Regions from separate parts of the Cyprinus carpio genome. Here region 1 is linked to region 2. Evidence: chromatin contacts called from public Hi-C data. All regions are on one chromosome and are shown on one strand. The core of a region is the stretch at or near the end of the contact, and the rest is flanking DNA. Distances in the headings are between cores, read along the strand shown.

The links. A called contact is a pair of places that touch in the nucleus more often than the background predicts.
Region 1: a contact with region 2 is called in a Hi-C map of skeletal muscle, with 2.2 times the contacts expected there. The contact joins two enhancer-like sites. A contact is called at or near these places in 3 of 8 Hi-C or Micro-C datasets (liver and skeletal muscle).

Annotation. Positions count from the first base shown.
Region 1 is chrB22:22,727,523-22,734,804 of ASM1834038v1, reverse strand. nfia (nuclear factor 1 A-type) reads left to right here. Exons shown (of 12, transcript XM_042749215.1): 2 at 6,125-6,653. Among protein-coding and RNA genes, the nearest start is that of nfia, 34 kb to the left of the region's middle. Within about 2 kb of position 3,889, at least 1 of the 8 cell types and tissues checked has an H3K27ac peak or open chromatin away from gene starts, as enhancers often do. A contact at or near this core is called in skeletal muscle, where this site is marked.
Region 2 is chrB22:22,682,593-22,689,876 of ASM1834038v1, reverse strand. The region is part of intron 2 of nfia (nuclear factor 1 A-type); the gene reads left to right. Among protein-coding and RNA genes, the nearest start is that of nfia, 79 kb to the left of the region's middle. Within about 2 kb of position 2,401, at least 4 of the 8 cell types and tissues checked have an H3K27ac peak or open chromatin away from gene starts, as enhancers often do. A contact at or near this core is called in skeletal muscle, where this site is marked.

The DNA.
Region 1 (7,282 bases), core at 2,640-5,139, 43 kb before region 2:
GGCTACGTGAGCATAAAGGACAAAAACAAGCATTCATTTGTCTTGCTATTGGAAAGAACGCTTTTGTTGAGTTATAAGCTATTTATCCCTCGATAATTCGTAGCGCAACGCTTTTATTTAATGACGTTCGATGCCGTTAAATGTTTTCGAACGTGCATTGCAGTCTGTTTCTTTTAGTGGATTTAAAACATAGCGCGAGCGGTGTAGTCCGATTACCAAATGAATGACAATCTTTTTACTGAATTTTAAACACAAAACGCAAAAAGTGTAGTCCGATTCTCACACGAATGACTCTTTTGAATCGATTCTTTTAGTGAATCAACTGCATACGGCGTGACCAGGATTGTTCGGTTCCCAGGCGGTTGACTCTTTTGAACTGGTTCTTTTAGTTAGGCGTAAAATAATTAGCTGTAAATATGAATCTGGCGTACTTTCTCGAAATGGAGCAAGCATTGTTGTGTTATGTTGTAGCTAGCCTAATTAACGCTCGTGAACTTTAAATCAGCTGATTGGTTGTTGACATGCATTTTGCATTTCAGTGTGTTTTTGTTTTGTTTTGTTTGATTATTAAATATTACCACATTTGATTTAGTATTTTAATTGATTGTGCATTTAGAAGCAGTTGCACTTATGCTGTTTCTAAACGGACCTTTTGCAAGAGCTACATTAAATGTATAGGCTATTTCTGATTTGTAAAATCTGACATTATTGTAGCCTATCATTTGACAACACACTAGCCTACTGAAAGCAGTGAATGCAATACGAACGTCTTGTTTTCCCAAACGTCTATTTCTCAAAAGTAGCCTACTCCTTTATTTTTTTGTTAAAAATAAAATGAGAAGAAAATCCTCAAAATTCGGTCTATAGCATATCAACTGCACGCTAAAAGACGCAAGTTAAATTCATTATCACACTTTCTGCGTTACTATACTTGGTGTACACTAAGCGCAACGGCATTGGGAGTGAACATTTCCCTTGTCCCGCATGTGCATGGCTCTAGTGCCGATACTGAGGGCGCTGTGCTGATGGAAGAGCCCAAGAGTTTGAACGGGAGCTTCATCTCAGCGGACTCGAGTCGTGCGCTTGCTTCACTTTTTTCCTCTGCCTCTCTCTCTCTCCCTCTCTCTCAGGTCGAAACTAACCACGACACAAGTGGCAGCTTTTGCAACAGGGGGTTTTTAAGGATATTGCAATCTTCCTAAGCAATGCCGAGCCCTGCTCGCTGCTCGTAAATCCGCCTCAGTTTTGCTTCGCACCGCCACATGCCTCTCGGCGGATGCAAGAGCGCGGCTCTGCGCGGAGAGGAATGAATCAAACGCGAGTTTTGTAACGCATCCGGACGACTTTTTCTATCGTTTTTTCTATTCAGATGACCGCAAGATGAAATAATCGCTCCTCTCGGCGCTTCATCAGCACTGTTTCACTCATGGCTCTGTGAAATCTCCGCGTACTTCCATCCATCCGTCGTCGGGACTTTTCTCTAAGGCTGCGCTTGATGATAATGCCGAAAGTTTGGATATACTGCTTTAACAGTACAGTACAGTAGATGTGTGTAACTCGAGGCGGGGTTAAAGTTCAGCTCTATGGAGCGCTGAAGCGTCGCGCGCACTTCGCAGAGTTGGAAATGTGAAAGCAAGAAGCAAGGCTTTATTTTCCCTCTCTCCCTTCTTCTCTGTCTCTCTTTTTTTCTCTTTTCATACACACATATACATACACACCCCATACATTCACACATACACACCCTCACTCAATCACACACACGCACACACACAACATATACATCGCCAATTCAAGAGTTAAAACCGACAGATATGTATTCTCCGCTATGCCTAACACAGGTAAGTGACATTTTCGTTTATTATTAACTCTGTTTGTTGCGTTTAAGCGGTGTCTTTGGCCGGGACAGCGCGGATAGGGACTAACCTTTGCATAAGACAAGTAACTTAGCGTGCACTAAGGCATTTCTGCTCTGACAGAGCCAACTGAACTACCACATGGCGGATGGCGCCCACCTTACACACATTAATGTTTCTTGTGCACATTTATCTACAGTTGTATTTTATTCCAGACGCTTTTTGCATGGGCACGGACGCTGATATTTAGCAAGTTAAGCGCTGTGCATGAAAGAAAACGTTACACCGAGTCAACGTTATGCACATCGATCCGGTTGCACTCTTTAAAATAAAGTTCTTTAACGATTCGGAAAAGAAATCTTTCCTAATTAGGTTGCTTTATGGTTATTTAAATATTAAAGTGTTCTCAATGTAGGTTTTTCACAGCACTCTGGGTTCTTTAAAGCAGGACAACTCGTGAAATACAAAATAAAAACTCTTTGCATGACTACTATGACACCAAGCTGTTTTAAGTTTGAAGTTTAAAACATCACCTTTAAACACATATTTGAGATCACAATAGTCTTATTTGGGTGCATTTTGTTATTAAATATCAAAACAACTATGCCGTTTTCTGTGTTAACTTTAGTTCGAACCAGCTGCCGGCAATAAAAAGCTTTTCTGCTGCTTACATGAGACTTTTTCTTCAAGGCAGCAGAAACTCTTTGATTCATATTTTTGAAAGCTCCAATGCCTCTATATTTCTGATATTTAGCAGCAGTTCTAAATATTGATAAGTTGAGTAAGTTTAAAAATTAAGACTGTTAGATTTGATGCTGTCATGCTTGATAGCCTAGTTTATAATGTGGTGTTATATATATATATATATATATATATATATATATATGCACAGTGTTATTTGTTGTTTATCATACTTTTGTAATTAACACAGAATAAAACTAAAGTTGCAGCAACTTAGAGGGTTAAAGGAGTTAAAAAAAAAAACAATCATTGTGTGACTCGTGGTGGCAGGTGAAGTGAGGTGACAGGTCTGGAAAAGCTGTAGCGTTATAGTCTTGATGTGATTTTAAACTGTTTGGTTAAATGTGTTTTATTGAATTCTCAAAACAAAGGAGAAGGCCTCAGTATTGTGTCGCCTATAGGGACGTTCTTTTAACCGTGTTAGTTACAGTCTGTTTGGAGATACTGGAAAGGATTCGTGCGAAAAAAAGACAAAGTATGTGTAATGTGTGGAGAAAGACAAGCTGAGAAAGTTCTCTAACTTTTAAGTCGTCTTTTCATTGATTTGATGAAGTACGACTTGAATACGATCGCAAAAGTTGTTTTATAACTATTTCTTTTTGTTACATCCATGCAAAACCATGGGGAAGCTTTTGATAATTTATCAATCACAGTAAATGTAATACATAAGAACTTATATATATCTAACATATTTCATTTACTTGAGTACCTATATTTAATGCTAAAAAACAGTACTTATTAAAAATAAGTGATACTCTTTATATAAGTGATGTTCTGAATTTAGAGCAATAATGCACTCTGTGAAAAACAGCTTAAAATGTTGCAATAAAACAAACATGAGCATTGTTTTCTTTCTTTTAAATTAGTAATTTGACAGTAATATTATTAAACATCTAAAAAAAAATAGTTGCATTGAAGATAATTGAGACGGGCAATTGATTTCCTCTGTGTTGCGGTGTTAAGGCAGTATGAGGTCTATTTTCTCTGTGTGTGTGTGTGTGTGTGTGTGTGTGTTGTATTTAAGGACTCGAATAGTCTTCAGAGTGCCAAAAATCACGTCTGTATACTGCTTTCATTTTATATTAAAAACCTTAAAATCCAAATAACACATTTTCAAATCGTTCACATATTTTAGTAAAAAAAAACAAAAAAAAACATACATTTGTCTTGCATTAGTTATTGAACACCTTTCAGTGTGTTAACGGGATATTATGTAAACTGTGCTTTCCCATGATCTATTTTTCGTAATATTTTTGTATGTGTTAAAACTCTTTTGGACACGAGGCACTATTGTTCCCTGCTGAGGCCTTCCTATAGGACAGCGAGGTTCAGCTTGAAACACTTCAGGAGTCTGGAAAAACCAGACATGCTAACCAGACCCTATATTGACACTCAGGCACGCTCCAAAATGCGAAGAGCTGTTTGTTCCGCCGCTACGAGCGTGTAGAATTTGCTTTTCATGAATTGCTAGAATTATAACAAAAGAGGAAAACAAGCTTTCTGGATGTCCTCGTAATTATAATTTGCATGTTAAATTACGCTGTGTTGTGTATCATCCGCCAAATAATTCTAGCAGTCGGTTGATTTGCTTAGGAAACTGCTGAAAGTTAACATCATGATTTTACAGTAGAGAGCTCGATTCTCGTCTGGAGATTTTCTATATTGATTTCTTTTCTCCAAGCAATTTTACAAGAAGTCTGAGTGTAGACAAGTCTGCAACAGTTCCTTTTTTTTTTTTTTTATAAAAGCACATGATATACATGTATAAAAAGCCACAGCAATAGATGATATCAGTAACTGAGGAACAATATTTCACAGACTTTGGATTAAGTTACTTGGAGAGTCAGTGAAGGAAGATAAGGGAATTCATTAATTCTTTTAAATGCAGGATGAAACAATACAGTTTTTATGCCTTGGGGGCAAGAGAGTTTGATTCTTGAACAAGACAGGAAGGAAACAATATGATTAAACATATACGTTCTCACAGGAGACACATACACACCGCACACTATAATAATGATATATGCTTATACAAATCCTTGATTTCCTGTGGTTTAACAAAAGGGATATGGCAATATGTATCTATATGAAGTCTGTTGTTGCTGTGATTAATAAGATAACATGCAGAAATCTTACACAAACATTGCATTTATTTCAGTCATAAACCTCCATCATTATTAAAACTTTTTTTTTGTAATAAATATTTATTTATTTTTGCTCGATGGCATGTTGTGATTATTTTTAATTACGAAACGAACATTATCAGCAGTGCTTGAAATTGGCCTGAGAAATTAATTTAATTAACGTTCCTAAATTACGCCGAATTAATTGTTAAATTTCTAAAGGCACTGGTCCGAGGCCCAGCACATTGTATTTATATCTGAGCTTATTCAAATGAAATCTGCGCTCAACACATAGTGCACTTTGCTTGCTTGCTGGCAGGCCTCTCGTGCTCTCGCACGCTTGGTTTTGGGACACGATGCAGGGCTATTGCTGTTTGTGGAAATGTTATTCTAGTGATTGGCAGTCTGCCATTATTCTCTCGATGTAATAAAAACCCGGAGTTATTTTCTGCGTAAAATCCCAAATTATTTCATATTAGAAATGCACGTTATTTATTTGCCCAGTTATTATTGCGTATTGTTTTTTTAAGGCAATAAAGAAATGGACATGCAAGCCTACAAATACAGAAAAGCATGTATTTATTATTTTGATAATCAAGCACATGTACAATATTAAAAATGCTTGCAGTTTGTATAATAACAAAATCCTTTTAATGCATTATGCAGCTTTCCTAAATAACCACATTTCTGGTTATACAGTAATATTATGTTTATATTAAATTATATTGTAGATAAAAAAAACAAAACAAAAAACAAATCCCTGCATGAATGTATCCACTGAAAGAAGAAGTTTTGACCACATACAAAAATACGCTTTAATGTCGTAATCTTTTTGTCATTATATTTTAAAAATGGATTTTCTGCCAGGTTGTGTACCAGCGGCAGGTGAAGGGATCCCAAAAGCCGGCACAATCTGCCCGGCACACACTCCTGTGTGAAAACAACACACTCCTCGTTGATAGCGAATGAAGTAGCTCGGTTTTTTGGAATTGTGTGTGCATTTTTATGGAGAACAGATAAAAATAGCCACTCTAATTTTCCTGGTCGGTTGTTGCTTTTTCTCGGCCCTGGCAGACCCCTACAGACCAGCATTCTTGCCAGAGAGCCAAGATATGTCCTAGACGAGCTTCACACACACACACACACACACACACACACACACTGCCCTGCTCGGTTCACAGACACAGTCCTGCTGTTGAGGGCCGTTTTTCAAAATAATCAAAAGGGATTTTATGTAGACGTGCATGTTTTGCTTTCATGGTGTCTGCTGTGAGAAATTTGTACTTTAGCTAGTTAATTTTTTTTTGCAGTTGCTTTATTAAAAAAAAGATTTTTAATATTTATATTTTTAAGGATGTTTCTAAAAGTAATTCAGACTAATTTCCACTCCCTTGTCCTTCTTCGCAGGATGAATTCCATCCTTTCATTGAAGCACTGCTGCCCCATGTGAGAGCGTTTGCCTACACTTGGTTCAACTTGCAGGCCCGCAAGAGAAAATACTTTAAGAAGCACGAGAAGCGCATGTCTAAGGAAGAGGAGCGAGCTGTAAAGGACGAGCTGCTCAGCGAGAAGCCAGAGGTCAAGCAGAAGTGGGCATCGCGGCTGCTGGCCAAACTCCGCAAGGACATCCGGCCGGAGTTCCGCGAGGATTTTGTGCTCACTGTCACCGGGAAGAAGCCCCCTTGCTGTGTGCTCTCCAACCCTGACCAGAAGGGCAAGATGAGGAGAATCGACTGCCTGCGTCAGGCGGACAAGGTGTGGCGCTTGGACCTGGTCATGGTGATTTTATTCAAAGGTATTCCGCTTGAAAGTACTGACGGCGAAAGGCTGGTTAAGTCTCCGCAGTGCTCGAACCCGGGGCTGTGCGTGCAGCCGCATCACATAGGAGTTTCCGTAAAGGAGCTCGACCTGTACTTGGCCTACTTTGTGCATGCAGGTAAGTCCCGTTTTGAATTGAGTAAATCTTTTGAACGTATGTGAATGACAATGCAAAATGTTTAACGCAATTTATTGTAATAGATTGCACTTTTTAGGATTTTACTGTTTACTATCCATCAACAGTCAATGAGGAAGCTGTTGGATTCAACTCAAATCAAATCCACTGCTTCCTTTATGCCAAAAGAAATGTCGAAAAACGCAGACTTTTAGCTGAATATGTAAATGAGAGTGAATTTTCATGCTAATCGCTAACTGCAAGAAGCTAACACGGAAAAGTCCGGCACAAATATCTGACGGAGCAACTGTTAATTGGCAGAAGGCGGCAGGGGATCCGTCTTGCACTGACAGCGGCACAAACACAGGCTTTCACTTGGAAGACGAGAAGCGCACTTTGTTTCGCAAGGCAAACTGGGCACCTTAATTACATTTGTTTCCTCTCGCATGCAAATTGTGGCACCGAGCGAGTTGGCAGCGCGCGTTTCCGCCATTCCCGGCATTCCGTACGGACTCGCGCTTTGATGAGGTGCCGATAAAAGAATGAAAACACTGTGTAACCCGAAGACGGCGGAGATAAAGCCATAAAACGTGAGCTTTAACGCCGCGTAGGAAAATCAGCCTATCTGGCAG
Region 2 (7,284 bases), core at 1,152-3,651:
CTGCAGATGGGATTCCTGTACCTGCCTGCATAGCTAATGAATCCGAATGGCATTCCCCCTTATAAAGCATAAATATGTAATTTGTTCAGCTGTTGTAATGAAATATGTATGTGTGAAACAGCGATTGTTTGGGTCATTAACAGCATGCCACTGTGTATTAGCAACTTAGTGCTCAAGAACAACAGGAAAAAATCCGTAATAGCTTGAAAAATTCATCAGAGGGAATGCATTGTGGACGGGGAGACAGACTGCATCCCGTCTCCGTCACGCTTTGAGTATTCCGTCTGAACTGAGGGCATGAGGAGGAAGACAGAGATCCCTCGATCAGATGCCATTCCGTCTGCCGCAGGGGAAGATGACACTGATGTCCTTTGTGGAATGGCACAGATTACGACTCGACCGAGCTGGGGTCCGGCATCTGCATCTTCATTCGCAGGTGTTTACCTGTTTACTGTCAAACCTGGCCTGGCAAAAGTTAAAGAGCAGAGGTGCGAGATGGTTTTATAAGCGTCTCTTTTAATAGCCGTGGTCCTGTCGCGAGGCCGCTCTGAAAGATAATCAGTTTGACCCGGCCCCTGCGGTTGGTGGAAGGGATCTATGGCAGGGTTAATTCCATCAGGCACAGGCCTCTGGGAAAAGAACATTCCACCTTGATCCTCTTTCATATGAGTCACTGATGCCTGGGAAGCCAGAAGACATGATGCGATTAGCCCCTGCACCTCTTAACGCCAGCACCACTCGCCCAACAACAAAACAAACACCAAAAAAAAAGGTGCCCTCCCAGCTGGCGTCTCTCGCCCAGCTCACCTGACCTGGGCTAATGCCTCCAGCTGGTCCTAGAAGTTGCTGTACAGATTGCGAATCAAATTAAGTCGCTATAAGACGTAATCAGACTTTTACAAACCCTAATCTTCCAGCAGGTAGATTGCGTCAAGGTTTTAGGAAACCTCGCAAGGGCACTCGTGTCGGCCTGTCATGTGCTCGGAGGATTGTATCCAAACTTTGTCCATTGGTTAAGGATGCATCGGCTTTCCTAAATCGATTTGCTGTTGTTTACCTGTAATAAAGTTTCATGCGATTAAAACGCAAGTCGATATTGCCATGGACGTGCCGATGTAAAAGAAATCATATTTCATAACACTTATTGTTGTTGTCTTTCTATTGAACGCAAAGCAGCTTTTTACTGAATCAAAGCATACAGTACAGAGCAAGTCTGATTCGCATAAAGGTGACTCTTATGAACTGGTTTATTTTAGTGATTCAGAAACATACAGGCAGATTCATAAAGCTCTCAATTCATATTTTGATTCAGTTTGATTTGGGTATATCTAATGGGACCGTCTTTTTGAAATAATAATTTAAGGATTGATTCATAAGGCTTATTTTTTTCAGGACCAGACTTCACTGGTCATGCAACATGGTTTTGATTCACTTAAAGGAACTGGGGTCTTGAATTTGACTTCACCGGTTGTGATCTATGTTTTTGATTCTCTAAAAAGAACCAGTTCAGAGGTTTCATTTGTTTGTGAATCGAGCTGTTTTGTTTTAGTAATTCAAAAGCCTATGGGGTGACCAGCAAAGTCCGACTCTCATGAACGAGTTTGTTTTTAGTGTTGTCTAGTTCACTAACAAATGATTCAAATGGTTCTTTTTAGTGCCTTCAGTGGAGACTGATTTATGAGCAAAATGACTCGTATGAGCCAGTTCTTTTTAGTGAAACAAAAACATAGAGTGCTACCAATGTAGCCCGATTCCCAAACAAATGACTCTCATGAACTAGTTTGTTTTAGGCAAACACAATAATACTGTGTGACCGGTGGTCCGATTGTCAAAACAAATCACTCTAATGATCCAGTTCTTTTTAGCACCACAATTGTAGCCTGATTCGAAAGCAGATGACTCATATGAGCCGGTTTGTTTTAATGAATCAGAAACATACAGCGTGGCCAGTGCAGCCCGATTCACAAACAATTTCACCTATGAACTGGTTCTTTTTGCTGAATCAAAACCATACAGCACAACCAATGAAGTCCAATTAATGCTCCCGGTTTCTTTTAGTAAATCGAAACCATATAGCACAACCAGTGAAGTCTGATCCCGAACAAATGAGTCTTATGAATCAATTCTTTAATGAATATTTCTAAAAGACTGGTTGCCATCTCTCATGAGATATAACCAAATCAAACTGAATCAAAATAGGAATCAAGAGCTCATGCAATCGATACCTGACCCAACAAACATGTTTCAGAGCCACCTGTTAGTGTGTTTCTTTTGTCTCTGTGCATGTTAGTGTGTCTGTTTTGGTCTAGAAGTTGACGCAGGGTCCGTCCCCAAGTCACCCCCTCTGGAGGGGGTCTAAGCCTGTTAATGCTAGCGCTGTGCTAATGCCAGCCAAAGGAAAGTGTCCTCCTTCCCCTCGGCAGTCTGCCGGACACAGCACAGTTAATGTTTTTTCCTGGCCCGCTGTCAAAGTTCCCCCTTAACTGCCTGTACCAGCCAGTGCTCGACAAAAAAACAAGCCCGCTTCATCTGTTTCTACTCAAAGCTGTCCCATTCTCCTCTTTGCCATCTTTTTTTTGGATTAAGAAAAAAGTCTTAAAGAAGCGTTTAAAAGAAAAAAGAGCATCAGGTTCGCTCCCTTTTTTGGCAGACTTTTCCCCCCAGCCGCCATTTTAAGATTGGAGTAAGAGAGAAGCGGAGAAGGGAGGGAGGGAAGAGAGAATGTCGCTACCAGCCCTCCTTACATGGCGGACGAATTTGCTCTGCTTCCTGACCAATCGGAGATGGTCTTGATCATGTGATATGCCACGATAGCAAGGAGAGAGAGTCTCCATCTAGCACTTGGGCTCTGTCCCGTGTCTCCCCTCCTCTCTTTCTCTCTCTCGCTTTGCTTCTCTTTTTTAAACACACTCAACCCACTCATTACTCTTGTCACAGCGCAATTAGATAAGCTAGTTCTGGCCTAGAGGTTGGTAGTGATCCTTCCCATGAGGCGGGCGAAAATTTCGTCCCGTTGTAGGGATTCAGTGGAAAAGTTCAGTGCAGTCGCGCAGCTCTTGTGCCGTTCGCATTCTTCATGTTTCATGGATTTCCCTTCTTGGCCTGCGTCCAGAAAGCAAGGGATGGGGCTAAGATGGAGGGATGAGTGAGAGAGAGAGAGTAATCCTCAACGGGACAACTTCAGAGGCCTTGAGACACCATTTATTTATATATTTTCAGAATTAAAGCTAAAATTGGGCGGTGAGTCTTCAAAAAAATGGCTGTTATGAGTTCCTTTTAGTCAATCAAAAGCATGCAGCGTGATCAGTGTAGTCCAATTCCTGAATAAATGACTCTTATGAGATGGTTCATTTTGCACATGCAGCACAATCAGTGTAGTCTGATTACAGAATTAATGAATAGTATGAGCATTTTTTTTTTTAGTGAATCAGAAACATACATATCAACCAGTCTATTCTGATTCTTGAATGAATGTCTTTGATAAACTGGTTCTTTTTAGTTCATCAAGAACACACTGCAGTGTCGTCTGATTCCTGAATGGTTGACTCTTATGAGTTGGTTCATGTTGGTAAATGATATACATGTATTATGACCAATTCAGCCTGGTTCCTAAAATGCATGACTCTTAGAGGCTTTATTTTAAAAATGAGTCAAAAACATACAGCCTAGTCAGTGTAATGTGATTCAAAAAAACAAATGACTCTTATGAGCTGGTTCGTTTTACTGAATCAAAACATGCATTGTAATCAGTGTAGACCAATTCCTGAATGAATAACTCTTATGAAACCCAATTTTTTTTTACTGAATCAGATACTTTGTGACCAATGCATTCTAAAGTCCCAAATTATTGATTCTTATCATCCTGATTTTTTTGGCGAATCAAAAACATGCAGCATAACCAATTTGGTCTGATTCACAAACAAATGATTCTAATGATCCGTTTCACTGCAACCAATTCAGCTTCATTCCCAAAATGAAAGACTCTTAGGATCCAGTCCGAATGCCACTGTGCTCTCGAAACGAATGGGAAAATACATTCTTGAAGTGCACGCTCATCCACCTAGACCTGAGGGTTGAACACACAATCTCTTTTCCTCAACTTTCTTCCTTTATTTCTTCCTCTTTGTTTGCCTGCCAAGCCCCATCACCAGGATGGCTACGGAATTGTTTGGGAAACAAATTGGCTCTGTCTTTGGCTGGGAGGTGAAGATAACACAGGGTTAAGAAGTCAGACAGGGCACACTAGTATTCCCCTGGAGGAAGAAAAAAAGGGAAAACGATACACTGGGCCTGCAGATGTTTTGCTTCAATATCTGATCATCTCTAGTCCAATTTGCTTTAATCTCTCTCTAATGTTCAATGAAGTATTGTGTGGCGAAAAGGCATTAGGATTGATTTTTAATGGAGTACAGAATCGGATTGGAGTGGAACTGTCTTTTCTCCATTTCCTCTGCGTCTCTTATCAATTTTAGCTTACTCTCATCTACTTCCAGTTTACAATTTCGAGTCTGTTGTATTGTTGCGTACGGCTGGCAGACCGCCGGTTCTTTCGCTGATCTTCGGCGGTGGCAACAAAGGGCTTTGTGGTTGTTTTTGTTTATGCGACGAATTGTATTCCGTTTTTTTCGACCAGCTCCGTCTCCAGGCGACGGCACACGCAGATGCATTTTAAATGAAAATAAAAGCAACCAACCTTGTTGTTGGCCACTTTACACATTGGGAGAGGCTTTTCGTCATTCGGCATTCAAATACGTTGCTTGCCTAAAAACACAAACTGGGAACTTTTCCAAACCCGCCGTTTTCCTACCATTTTTCATGGCGGAGAAAAACGGAGGTGAGGAGATTACAAATCTGATGCCCCAGATGAAATTTTGGCAGCGTTTCTGGTCTCTCCCTGCTATGCTTACCTTTATAAGAAAAGCTTAACTAGAAATGCCAATATGATCTCCCATGATCCTCTCCGATGGATAATCGGCCTCTGCAGTGACCATCCCTGCAATCCTGCTCCGGCCTGATAGCAGCTAGCGGATGATCATCTGCTTTGATCTGTTCGTTTTACCTCGGAGCTTATGGCCGGAGTCCTCTTGGGTTGCGTACGGCAGAGTGGCCCGTCTGCAGATGCCTGAGGTGCTTTAACCGTGGAGCTGCTTTAAGAGGATTACACATTAATATGATCAAATTCAGGGATTGATGGATAAGCCAGTGATGAGCACCTGTCAGCGAGGAGCGCCTCGGATAACTGTAGCGCAGTAGTACGATAAAGTGAATTCATCGCTAAGCTGACTTTACTGTTTGAATGTTTTTGATAGATCTGATTTGTTGTAGAAGCAATATTGTATGTGACGGGAATGAAAACAAGCCTGTATTTTTTTGTTTTTGTTATCAACATCTGAATTTACAACAAATTGAACTAACAGGATTTCTACCCTTCATACATTCTGTATCGTTTGTGTCAAATATGAAGTTATGTAGGGTTGGGTACAGTATGACATAAAGTTTCTCCAATTCAGTTTGATTCTAATTCACAAACATTCAGTTTGTTTTGATTCGATTTTATTCAGATTCACAAAGTCATCCTGTTTGATTCGTTGATCATTTTGTTCTGATTTGTAAGCTCTTGATTTGATTAGTTTCCAGTTTTGATTCAGTTTGATTTAGGTTTTATTCTGATTCTAATTCAGCACAATTCCAATTCACAAATTCTCCTAATTTTCACAACCTCTCTGGATCAGATTTGATTCAGATTTTGATTCAATTTCATTAGATTCACTAATTTATTACATATATTTCAGCTCAAATTTCTATTTTGATTATGTGTGAAAGAAATTCTCTAATTCACCTAATTCTGCAAATCACACAGGAAACATAAAATTTCTAAATTTCTATAAAAATATAAATTTCTATAAAAAAGTATGGAATGATCCAGAATGAGTCTATAAACCATATTTATACTTGTAATTTAAAAAATAAATGTGATAAACAAACAGTAGGTTTCTGATAAATGGAAAAACGTATTTTATGAAAATCAAAAAAAAAATATAGAATGTCCCTGAATGAGTGCATAAACTATATTAATACTATAATTTATAATTGTTTTTCAAAACAAAACAAAAAATAATTGACTGCTCTCTAGGGGGAAAAAGTATTTCCTGAAATTATTAATTTACTAATAACAATATAAAAAAAAAGAATAATAAAAAGTATGGAGTATAGAACAGCTATTTTTTAAAATAAAAAAATTTGACAAAATTTATATCTTTGTCATTATTAAAATCAACAAGTCATTAAACTGCTGTGCTTTTATAACAATATTGAGCCCATTGAAATTAAGATCTTGATTAACATGAAAATCAATCAAGGATTGACAAAAATGTCAACATTGTACATACTGTACGATATACGCTGTGCCATGAAGAAGATCAGAGTGTCAGTGGAGGCATTTCCAAACTCCCATGAAGCACTGCTCATGGGTTCTACTGTTTCACATCTGGAACGTTCCATTCTCAGTCTGTGTTCCCACGCAAAATGTGGTTCCCAGAATTAAAACGAGGAGGAGGGTGAGGAAAAGAGGGAGAGCGCGAGAGTGATCTGTGGTCTAAACATGCCCAAACTCTTGAGTTTAGAGGCTGAGCTGCTGGGGCCAAAACTGTGGAAACAGAAGCCAGGCCTGGCCAGCCTGAACACGAACATGCCGCCTGCGTGTGCGGATGGCTTGTGTTACTGTCATTCCCCACAGCTCCATCCATAACCATGTCTAATAGCAACACGGTGGCGGCCGAAAACCACAGCTTTTTTGGCAAGCGCTGGAGCCGTCCTCCCAAAAAACCCAGACAAACAAAAGGGCCTCTTTTTTTTCTCTTTCTCCCTGCAGACAAAGAGAGAAGCTTCAGGTGATGTAGATTATCCTGAACGAAATATAGATTTTTGTCCACACGATGCATCTTAAATAAAATATTAATTAAAGGAAAAAGTTTAAGAGTCTCAAGCTCGCACACTTAAGTAGAGTTGGAGTAATGACCGTGGAAAGCTATTATTGGGCGCAAATGAGAGGGAGGGCTGGACCCAATTATGGATGGAGGTGCTGCATATTTGCTGATTTATTTGTGAAATGGCAGACAGGGTAATGACTTCACTAAGGCCCTGGGCCTCTTCAGAACGATAACGATTGGGGTCCTCAGACAGACCACATTCTCCTTATCATTGACCACACGCACACTCGCCATAAGACGAGCTACAGTCACAGTTTGAAAAACACATTCCAGGTCGTAAGAAAGAAAATATCTC